Linked DNA regions of Rattus norvegicus: region 1 is linked to region 2. A link is a contact called in public Hi-C data. All regions are on one chromosome and are shown on one strand. The core of a region is the stretch at or near the end of the contact, and the rest is flanking DNA. Distances in the headings are between cores, read along the strand shown. Region 1 has its middle 4.3 kb from the start of Mir23a. Region 2 holds the start of Hook2 (hook microtubule-tethering protein 2).

What was found. Hi-C and Micro-C count contacts between places; a contact is called where the count stands out from the background.
Region 1: a contact with region 2 is called in a Hi-C map of mammary epithelial cells, with 4 times the contacts expected there. The contact joins the enhancer-like site here to the promoter of Hook2 in region 2. A contact is called at or near these places in 2 of 12 Hi-C or Micro-C datasets (mammary epithelial cells and psoas muscle).

What each region holds. Positions count from the first base shown.
Region 1 is chr19:40,861,782-40,866,565 of GRCr8, forward strand. No RefSeq gene overlaps it. Among named protein-coding and RNA genes, the nearest start is that of Mir23a, 4.3 kb to the left of the region's middle. Within about 2 kb of position 2,765, at least 65 of the 93 cell types and tissues checked have an H3K27ac peak or open chromatin away from gene starts, as enhancers often do.
Region 2 is chr19:40,065,964-40,071,318 of GRCr8, forward strand. It overlaps Hook2 (hook microtubule-tethering protein 2), which reads right to left and starts at 3,082. Exons shown (of 22, transcript NM_001415053.1): 1 at 2,953-3,082; 2 at 2,391-2,476; 3 at 2,248-2,320; 4 at 183-233; 5 at 1-94. The coding sequence starts at 2,997.

The DNA of each region.
Region 1 (4,784 bases), core at 1,515-4,014, 800 kb after region 2:
GTCTTCCTTACAAAATGTCAGGGTCTGCAGTGATAGGTCAATCAATAATGTGGTTACCCTGTAAGCACAAGGACTTGTTTACCCCAGCCATGGTAGTCCACAGTGCTGGGGAGGAAAAGTTACAAGAGTCCTTAGAGACTCCCTGAGGCTCCAGGTCCCAATATCTTCTTTTGAGAAAACAAGGTCAGGGCTGGAGAGATGACTCATGGTTAAGAGCACTTATTGCTCTTTCAGAGGTCCTGAGTTCCCAGCAACCCCATGGCGGCTCACGACCGTCCGTAACTCCAGTTCCAGAAGATTCAATGCCTTTCACCTTCGAGGACATCAGACACACGTTGCATGCTACACATGCATGAGAAAGTACGTTTTCAGACATGCCGTGGACCAGGGCCAGGCCTTACATTAGCCCTACAGTGGCGCATACCTGTGATCCTAGCTTTGAGGGACAGCAGCAGGAAGATCTCTATGAGTTTGAGAGCCGCCTGGTCTCTATGAGGTCTTTTCTAAAGGAGGGGAAGAAAGGGTTTTGGCTAAGAGGACTCAGTTCTGCAGCTCATCAGCCTGCGTGTGAGCTATACAGTTTCTTTGCTGGTTGACTCTGGGCAAAGAACACGCCTGCTCTGTGACCAAGTCTCTATCTGCGAAGGAGCAATAAGGAATTATTTCAGAGCCTGCTAGGACATGACTTGGTAGCAAACTTGTAACCCTTGCATCTAGGGCCAATCTAAATGTAAAAAGATCTCGATTTAGAGGTCAGCCTGGGGCAGGAGAGATGGCTCAGCGGTTAAGAGCACCCGACTACTCTTCCAGAGGTCCTGAGTTCAATTCCCAGCAACCACATGGTGGCTCACAACCATCTGTAATGGATCTGATGCCCTCTTCTGGTGTGTCTGAAGACAGCGACAGTGTACTCACATATATAAAAATAAATAAATAAATAAAGTCTTTAAAAAAAAAAAGTGTGTACTGCTCCTGCAGAGGACCTGAGTTTGGTCCACTTATATATAATAAATGAATAAATCTTTAAAAAAAATAGAGGTCAGCCTGGGCTACCAAGACATGGTGTGACTCAAAAAGAAAGGGCTAAAGATGGCTCAGGGGTTGAGAGCACTGGCTATTCTCCCCCGGGGTTCCAGTCAATACTCAGCACCTACATGGTGGCTAACAAGTATCTGCACTTTCAGTTCTAGGGAAGCTGACACTTTTTTCTGGACTTTGCAGACACTAAACATACATGCAAACAAAACACCTATGCACTTAAATAACTTTTAATTTAAAAAAGGCAACAAGGGGCAAGGCTCAGTGGCAGCTGCTGGCCTAGCACACTGACTAGGCTCTGTTTCCCCCTCAGTACCATATGAAGGAAATATGATGGTTTATACACATTACCTCAGCATTTAGGATGTGGAAAGGGGGGCTAAGAGAGTCAAGGTGGCAGAGCAGGTCTTTAATCCCAGCCGCCGCAGGCAGAGGTAGGTGAGTCTCAGTGAGTTCAAGGCCAGCCTGGTCTACAGAGAGACTTCCAGGACAGCCAGGACTACACAGAGAAACAAAATGAAAATAAAACGAAACAAGAAATTTGTCAACAGAGCAAGCTGGAGGGCAACCCTGGACACATGAAACTCTAGAAAGACAAGTTCAGGGCTGGAACGATGGCTCGACAGTCTGCACTGCGCGTTGCTCTTTCAGAGAACCTGAATTTGGTTTCCTGGCTCACAAAAGCCTGTGGCCCCAGCTCCTTCAGATGTGGCACCCTCTTCTGGACTCTGAAGGCACCTACACACACATGCACATACCCAACACATACACAAAAATAAAAATAAATCTTCAAAAGGAAGAGGGTCTCTACTTCCTAAGTCCCTGGGTGACATCAAGGACAGAAGTATTCCCTCATGTCAGGCAGTGACAGGCAGGACAGTGGATCCTAATGTCTAGATCTGGTATTACGGATGTCTGAGGAATAAGGATTGAGACACGCTGCTGTGTCTTCCCAAATACACGAATGTATACACACACACACACACACACACACACACACACACACACACACACACACGCTATCCCTTCTTCTCAACAAGCCCCAGCCCTAGTCCCCTCCGTCTCTTTGGGGTCTGGGGCAGCCCAGGGCCGCAGGCTGACCAGCCTCCCCGTCACCTCCGGAAGTGAGACAGCATATTCGTCCCAGAGACCAGAACGGGAAGGGCGGCCATTTGGCCAGGCTAGTTTCCTGTGGGGTTTCCCCTACAAAGAGCCTAATGCTGCGGCCAAGGCCACTCCCATCCTCACACACACCAGAGGTCTCTTGTCTGGCGCGGTGGGGCATTACCACGCAGGTGTCCAGGAGCTGGGATACCCTGTACCAAGGACTGTGACTCTCAGTCTCACAGGGGAATCCAAAGGGACAGAAGTCCTAGAACTGGAGGGTTTGGGCAACAGAGGGGGTTGGGGGGCTTGGGCTGTGGCATCCTGGTCGGTGTTAGCACACACAGTCTACAAGCCTTTGGCATCCCTGGAGGACCCACAATTGAACCCCAAGAAGGAACCAGGGCAGAAGCCCTCCGGCCGTCCCCAAGCCTGATCCCCAAATACTTTCCACTCTCGCGAAGCAGCGAGGATCGGAAAATACCAAGGGCTGCAGGCTCCGCCCAGCCCCGCCCCCGCCCCCGCCCCAGTCACCAGCGCTCACTAATGGCCCAGACTCTTCCCAGGAGCTGGGCGGCTGGGCTGGAGCCAACCCGACCTGCGGCGCAGATGCCTGCCCTCCACGCCCGTCCCCACGCAGGGACCAGACAACCCGCCCGGGTTGGGAGGCAGGGCATAGGCAAGTGGGTGGGCCTAGTGCCTAGCCGCGAGTGGAGGGGGCGCAGGAAGGGGTGAGGGAGGGCTGAATCACTTGGTATAAATAGGGAAAGACGACAGCCACGTCCCACCCTCGCTGCCCGCCTGCCACACAGTCCAACCACCAAATCCCCCACTCCATTTCTTAACATTCTTTTTGCGGTGCTGGGTTCCCCTCAAGCCAATCAGTGTCCCCAGAGTGAAGTTCATCCCGGGTCCTGACCTGGGACAGGAGGTAGGAGGGCTGACCCCCATCACCCACTGTCTTCTGGAAGGCTTTGGCTCACCCCCCCTAACTCTGCAAAACTTCCAGGAACCAGCCAGGCATTGGGAGGCCTGTCTGTTAGTCTACCATTCAGGAGGCTGAGCCAGAGGACTGCTATGGGTTCAAGGCCACGGTAGGCTATGAAATAGGACTGTCTCAACCCCCAAAACTGACTGTGGGGAGAGAGTGCTTGACTGTTCTGAGGAAGCATAGAGTCAGTGGGTCCCATCTTAAAGCACAAACCCTTCATCATGGTGCACACAAGTAATCCTAGCGCTCAGAAGGTGGAGGCTTAAGGATCAGGAGTTAGTTCAAGGACATCCCGGACTACTTAGCGAGTTCCGGGCCAGCATAGACTACATTACATTAGACCATGCCTCAAAAAAGTTTTTTATTAATAGCTGATAATTATTATTATTATTATTTCCAGACCCAAGACTTAGGGGTTCCAGAGCACCAAATGCATACTTGTGGTTGAATGAACCCAGTCCTGGAAGGGCGCACAGGAGACAAAAGGGAGGTACCAGCGGGCATCCCCAGTTTTGCTCCCCTCAGCCCCTCAAGGCCCATGTGCCCATCCTGCCACCCAGCCCTGCTCTGCCTAGGGCCACAGCTCAGTAGCCACACCCAGGGTGGCGCCAGCTCAAGCCCCAGCAGCCTGAGGCAAGGCGCCGCTTGAGTGTGACTCAGCCATGCCCGGCATGGTGCTGTCCTTCCCTACCCAAGAATTCTCACGCCTACGCCACCACCCTCAATCCTTCCCCATGACCAGCTAGGAAGACACACCTCCATGTCCACCGAGGACATTCAACAGCAGGATATGAGGAGACCTGAGCACCCTACAGGGGACTATAGAAGGGACAGGGTGTGCTCTGTTCCACCACATCTCCAGATGTCCCCATTTACAGATGGAAAAACTGAGGCAGCGGAGAAGTTTCCCAGTAATGTCTACACTCTCTCCATAAAGAAAAGGCCATCTGAGCTGGAGTTGGCGGCTCAGGTCCATAACCCTAGCACTTGAGATTTGCAGGAAAGAGAATGAGGAGCTCAAGACCTCTATTGGTTTCATGGCAAATTTGAGGCTAGCCCAAGCTACAAGAAACCCTGTCTCTGCCAACTAAAAAGGGGATGAAGATGTAGCTCAAATAGCGGGGTGCTCGCCTGGCATGCACAGGTCCAGAGTTCAATTACCAGGACTGTGGAAGCCAGGGATGGTGCAGGCCTGTAACCCCAGCACTCAGGTGTGGAGACGGGAGGATCAGAAGTTTGAGGCTAACCTGGGTTACATCAGACTCTGACTCAGAAAACAAAAGTAACTAGCCAGATGCTGCTATGGTATGGGGCTGCATCCTGTCATCCGGGCACTCAGGAAGCTGAGGCAGGAGTATTGCAGTGAGTCCCATGCCAATCTCAGCCACATCAGCTCTAAGTCGGCCTGTGTACCACTGAGACCCTCCTGTACCCACACAGGCCTGTCGCAGGGAAGTGCAGAAAGATAGGACTAGCTGGGGCCTGCTAGGGACATCTGGCCTCCACTTGCAACAGGCATAGGGTGGCCCATGGCATGGGGGTGCCTCATGGGGCATCTGCCTTGGCTGCCTTTCTCTAGCAAGTAAGAATCTGCCAAGCTCAGAGGCCGGGCCAGCACAGACAGGCCCGACCCCCTGGACACGCCCTGTCA
Region 2 (5,355 bases), core at 1,832-4,331:
ACTGAAGCAGTTTGCCGAGTTCTGCGGGGTTTGAGAACTCGCCGATGAGGCTCACATCTGGAAGATGCTGATGTGACACAGGGTGCCCCAGAACCTGAGAACACAGGGAGAAGGAGCTTTCGGGGCTCACAGACTGAACCCTGCCTCCCAACAGCCCCCTAAATTCCTTTCCAGTCACTCACATCCTTTGAGTATTCCACCAAGCTCTGTAGGATCCTCTCCAGCTTCCTGACCTGGTGAGGCCAAGGGGTTATCGATGCATGGAGGTCTGGAGCAACCCCCCAAACCTTTGCTCACTTCCTCCCCTGTCCCTCAGTTTCCATTCCCTGCTTACCCTGCTTTGTTGTTTGGCCCTGTTCTAAATATCTTCCTCCTCTTGGTCTGCACTGAGTGTCTACCTGACCATCTTTATCCCCAGAATCTAAGGGCTTCTCACTGCCTGACCCAATTCCTGTTCTCTCACTGGGATGACTGCACCCACTGTTTCTCATCTCCCACCTTTGTTGGCTGGGGTAGAAGTTCTGGTGATCAAATCTAGGGTCTTCGGTATGGAAGACAAGGGTTTTTCCACGGACATCAAGTAGCTCTCCTTGCTAGTCCATTCTGCTTCCTGCCCTGCACTGCTGGATGGAGTCTAAGCAAGCTGTCGTCCACTGAGCTCCATTCCCAATCCTTCATCTCCTACTCTCGATGCCTGTGCTGCATCTCTCCACAGGCAGCCAAGGGTAGCTTTCGAATGGCTTAGCCAAACTGTGTTTTTCTTTTGCTAAGACCACTCCCTGACCTTTGACAGTACTTAAAATAGAGTCCTTGCTAGGAACGGTGGCATCTGCCTTTAATCCCAGCACTTGGGAGACAGAGGCAGGCAGATTTCTAAAGTTGAGGCCAATGTGGTCTATAGATCAAGATCCAAAACGGCCAGGACTACACAGAAAAACCTTGTCTCAAAACAAAACAAAAAAGGCAAAATAAGCACCTTCCTGCCTCCCATTGCTCACACAGCCCTCCTTTTACGGTCTTCATAGATTGTATCTGAATTTGTTTCCTTGTTTCTTTAAGATTTATTTTATTTTTAACTATGTGTGTGTGTGTGAGAGAGAGAGTTTGTGTGTGTGAGAGAGAGAGAGAGTTTGTGTGTGTGTGAGAGAGAGAGAGAGACAGACAGACAGACAGACAGACAGACAGAGAACACGAGGTGCCTGCAGAGGCTACAAGTGTCAGATGCCCTGGAGCAGTTACAGGTGGTTGAGAGCTGCTTGATGTCTGGCTGGGAATCGAACTCTGGTCCTCCCTGGAAAAGCATTAAATTCCTTCAGAAGAACAGTATTCGTTCTTACCACTAAGCCATTTAGTCCAGTTTTGTTTTTTGACAGCATCTCATGTGGCTCAGAATGAGTTCTAACTTGATATGTAACCACCACGGTTAACCATGATGTCCTGATCCTCTTGCCTCCTATGTACTGGGCTCCTGTGTATGCTACCTCTTCTGGCTACCTCTCTCCCCAAACCCCCTGCTACCTGGGATTGAACCCAGGAACATGTGTAGGGTGAGAAAATTCTCTTTTGCTAAGCTATATCCCTGGCCTCCTTTTTAAGGATTCGAGTCAGGATGATGGAGAATTTACCATCCACCTGCCTTAGCATAAAATATCTGGGATTACAAGCATTTGCCACCACACCTCTTGGAAGTTAACGCGTGTTAGTGTTTGTGCTTTGTGCCCACATCACAAGAATGGTGGCAAGGTTTCTGTTTTACTGTGGGTGCTCAGTATAAAGAACAAAATTAGCGGGGGCTGGAGAGATGGCTCAGTGGTTAAGAACACCCGACTGTTCTTCCAGAGGTCATGAGTTCAATTCCCAGCAACCACATGGTGGCTCACAACCATCTGTAAAGAGATCCGATGCCCTCTTCTGGTGTGTCTGAAGACAGCTACAGTGTACTTATATATAATAAAATAAATCTTTAAAAAAAAAAGAACAAAATTAGCTTGCTGTCACCAGACATCTGGCTGTCTTCCAGGTGGGTCTGCCTGTCCATCACGCAGGACATGTAACGCTTCCCCTTTCTGATCACCTCTTTTTTTTTTTTTTTTTTTTTTTTTTGGTTCTTTTTTTTCCGGAGCTGGGGACCGAACCCAGGGCCTTGCGCTTCCTAGGTAAGCGCTCTACCACTGAGCTAAATCCCCAGCCCCTCTGATCACCTCTTAAATCCTCTAGTTATTCCCTAGTCATGAATCCACCTGTCACCTTCAACCTCCAGCTGGGACTCGGGTCCTCTGAGATGCCTTGGAGCCATGCGTCGTTGAACCAGGAAGGGTCTCTAGGGGCAGAAAGGTAGGATGAGCTGGCTGGGGAGCCCTTCAGGATCCTCCCAACTCAGCCCCACTCACATCTGATTCAGCACATGGGCTATGGCGAGTCCGCTGCTCAGGTCCTGGGGACTGGCACAGGGGGGCGAAACTTGAAACGTCTGCAACTAAAGAGGGACGATGGAAGGGGCAACAGGAAAATTGAGGACCTGGAACAACCTCTTTGGCAGACTTTTTTCCCCAGCCATCAGACACCTCACGGGATTAGGAGAGCACTAGCCTGCAGCACCAATACATCACTTCTTCGGAGGCGTGGCTTCTACACACCTAGGCAGGGACGGGGCGTGACTTCATTTTACCTATCCAGACAAACCCTGCAAACCTAGATCAAGGCGTTACCACCAGTCACCTGGTCCCCATTACTAACATGTGACGAGGCCTGTGCCCCAGAGGGGCGTGGCCTCACCTGTTCTTTCCTCTCAGGCCTGCCCACGTGATAGAAGCAGGTGGTCAGGTCAGAGTCCAACGGCCCAGCAAGCCTACGACCTATTCCTCCTTCCAGCTCCAAGACAGAGGAAAGAAAGCCAAGACAGGGCTAGAGGAGAGGGCGCACACCTGACCCAGGCCCCGCCCTCCGACCTACCCAGGTGAGCAGAGACCCGCATAGCTCGGCCTTGTCCATACTCATGGCTCCGGATCGAATTCGATCCGGGCCAAGGAGCCCCGGCACGCAGCAGCAGCCTCCGGGTCCGCCACCAGCGAGCGCCCGAAGCCCAGACCTCCCGCTCTGCCTAGAGCGCCGCCCTGCTCCATCCCGCCCCCTAGGCCTAGGCTCCGCCCCAGACACGTGATCTCTTCCAATTGCAAGCGCTTGCCTCCCCGCCTCGCCATCTTGGATACGGGATACAGGCAAGTGCACCTTGTGCCGCTAGGTGTCAGTGTGGCTCAGCTCAGTCCTGCTGGTAAAGGAGAGTAGTGGCCTCCGCTCCTCGCGACTTCTCTTTATGTGGTGGCGTGGTCCTCAAGATCCTTTTAAGGCGGATCTACCGCACCCAGTTTCACAGGCACGCTCATGGCTTTCCCCCAGAGCTCAAAGAAATCCTCCGGTTTAGCCGCGTTATGATCTGAGCCTTTCTTTATGTGGGCTGAAAGATTAATAAATCCTGTAGTCGTGGAGTGAGAGGATTTTTTTTTTTTTGAGTCTTCCCTAGAGAAGTGATTCTGGAGTCCTTCAGAAGACGCGGGTATGGTTGGGAGCAGATAGGGTCAAGCAGGCAGATAGTCTGAGTAAAGGACATGCGCACTTGCCCAGCCTGGGGTCTTCTTCCTCTGAGCTATGCTGCTCCTTCCCGGCCCCGGGTGCTTTGAGCACCTTCCTGTCTTAAAACACTTGACCAGTCCAAAGCTGCGGGTAGCTTGAAGCCCACCAGGGGGCGCACAGAACACAGGAACGCATCCTTCTGGGAAAAGGGTGCGTCCACCGGTTGAGCCGGCTTTAGGTGAGCGCAGAGCTTAGATTTTTTTGACAATAAAGTCTCAAGACATCATTTGTGGTGTGCTCACTGTTTCCAGGCTTTCCATTAAGCTATATATCTACAGACAATTGAATGTCCTCCACGACCCTAGGAGTCAAGGGCTTCTTTAATTCCCAGGTTTTGTTTTCTTAATTTTTAGAAACTGTATTATTTATTTTTTTTGAAAATCCACCGTTTTGCAAATGAGTAAATAGGGGCTACAAAGTACACCGGCTTTGACGCCTGGAGGGAGAGGGTGAGGGGTGGGGTGGGGGAGGGGAGGTAAAGCCCAGACCGCGCCCTTTGACCCCTGGGTCCACTGGAAGCCCCTCCCCCGCAGGCGGGTGGGGTAATATGCTGTAATTAGAGGCTATTAAATGTGCCCAGAGGGAGGAGTGGAGCCGGCTTTGCTTTGGGGCGGGTTCAGGTCGGAAGGGGGGGGGGTAATGTTCTGCTTCCATTCAGGCAATGAGCCGGGATCCAGTCCAGTGACCCTGTCCTGGTTGCGTGAGTCCAGCGACATCAGCCACCCGCCCTCTATCTTACAAGAGAGTTGTTAATCTACTACAGATACTCGGTTGTAACCCACTCAAACACTCAACTGCACACACCAGAGAGCCTGGGAGGCTGATTCACACTTCCACAACCCCTCATGCCCTGTTTACCAGATTCCAGTCCCTGAGGTCCTGTGGAAAGGTATAGAGAGGAACGTGCTTCCGGGCTGGACTGGACATTGGAGCTGCCAAGTGGCTCCCCCATCCCACATCCACAAGAGTGGAAAGGAAGTTATGCTGTCCTACACACACACACACACACACACACACACACACACAAACACACACACACTGTTGCTAGGAACCATGATTGTTACAAGAATGAGGAGAGATTTTTGAAGTTTAGGGGAAATCTGAGGATCCAGGTATGGGTGACTTAAGTTGTTCCAATGTTGATGTAATATTGCAGCTGTCCAGATGTTCAAGAAGTCACAATTTTAAATGAAGCTGGGAGGCAGAGGCAGGTAGATCTCTGAGTATGAGGCTAACCTGGTCTACAGAGAGAATTCCCGGCCATTCAGGGCTACACAGACCCTGTCTCAGAAAACAACAAACAAGCAAACAGACGGACTGCAGTGAGTTTGAGGCCAGCTTGGGCTACATATTGAGTTCCATGGTAGCAAGGACCACATTCGAGAGACCCTATATCTAAAGAAATAAATACTGAATGAATAAACACAAAAACTTCACTTTCTCCTGGGGAAAGAATTATAACCTCCCACAGGGTCAGCAGGGAGTCGCACCTTTTAGGGGGAAGAAAAGTAAGCTTTTATGTTGGCAACAAGGCAATCTCTCTTTTTTTTTTTTCTTTTTCTTTTCTTTTTTTCGGAGCTGGGGACCGAACCTAGGGCCTTGTGCTTGCTAGGCAAGCGCTCTACCACTGAGCCAAATCCCCAACCCCAAGGCAATCTCTTTTTACAACCAAGGAGCAATGCTCTGGATATAAGTGCCTTTAATTCTGTAAAAAAGAGCTACAAA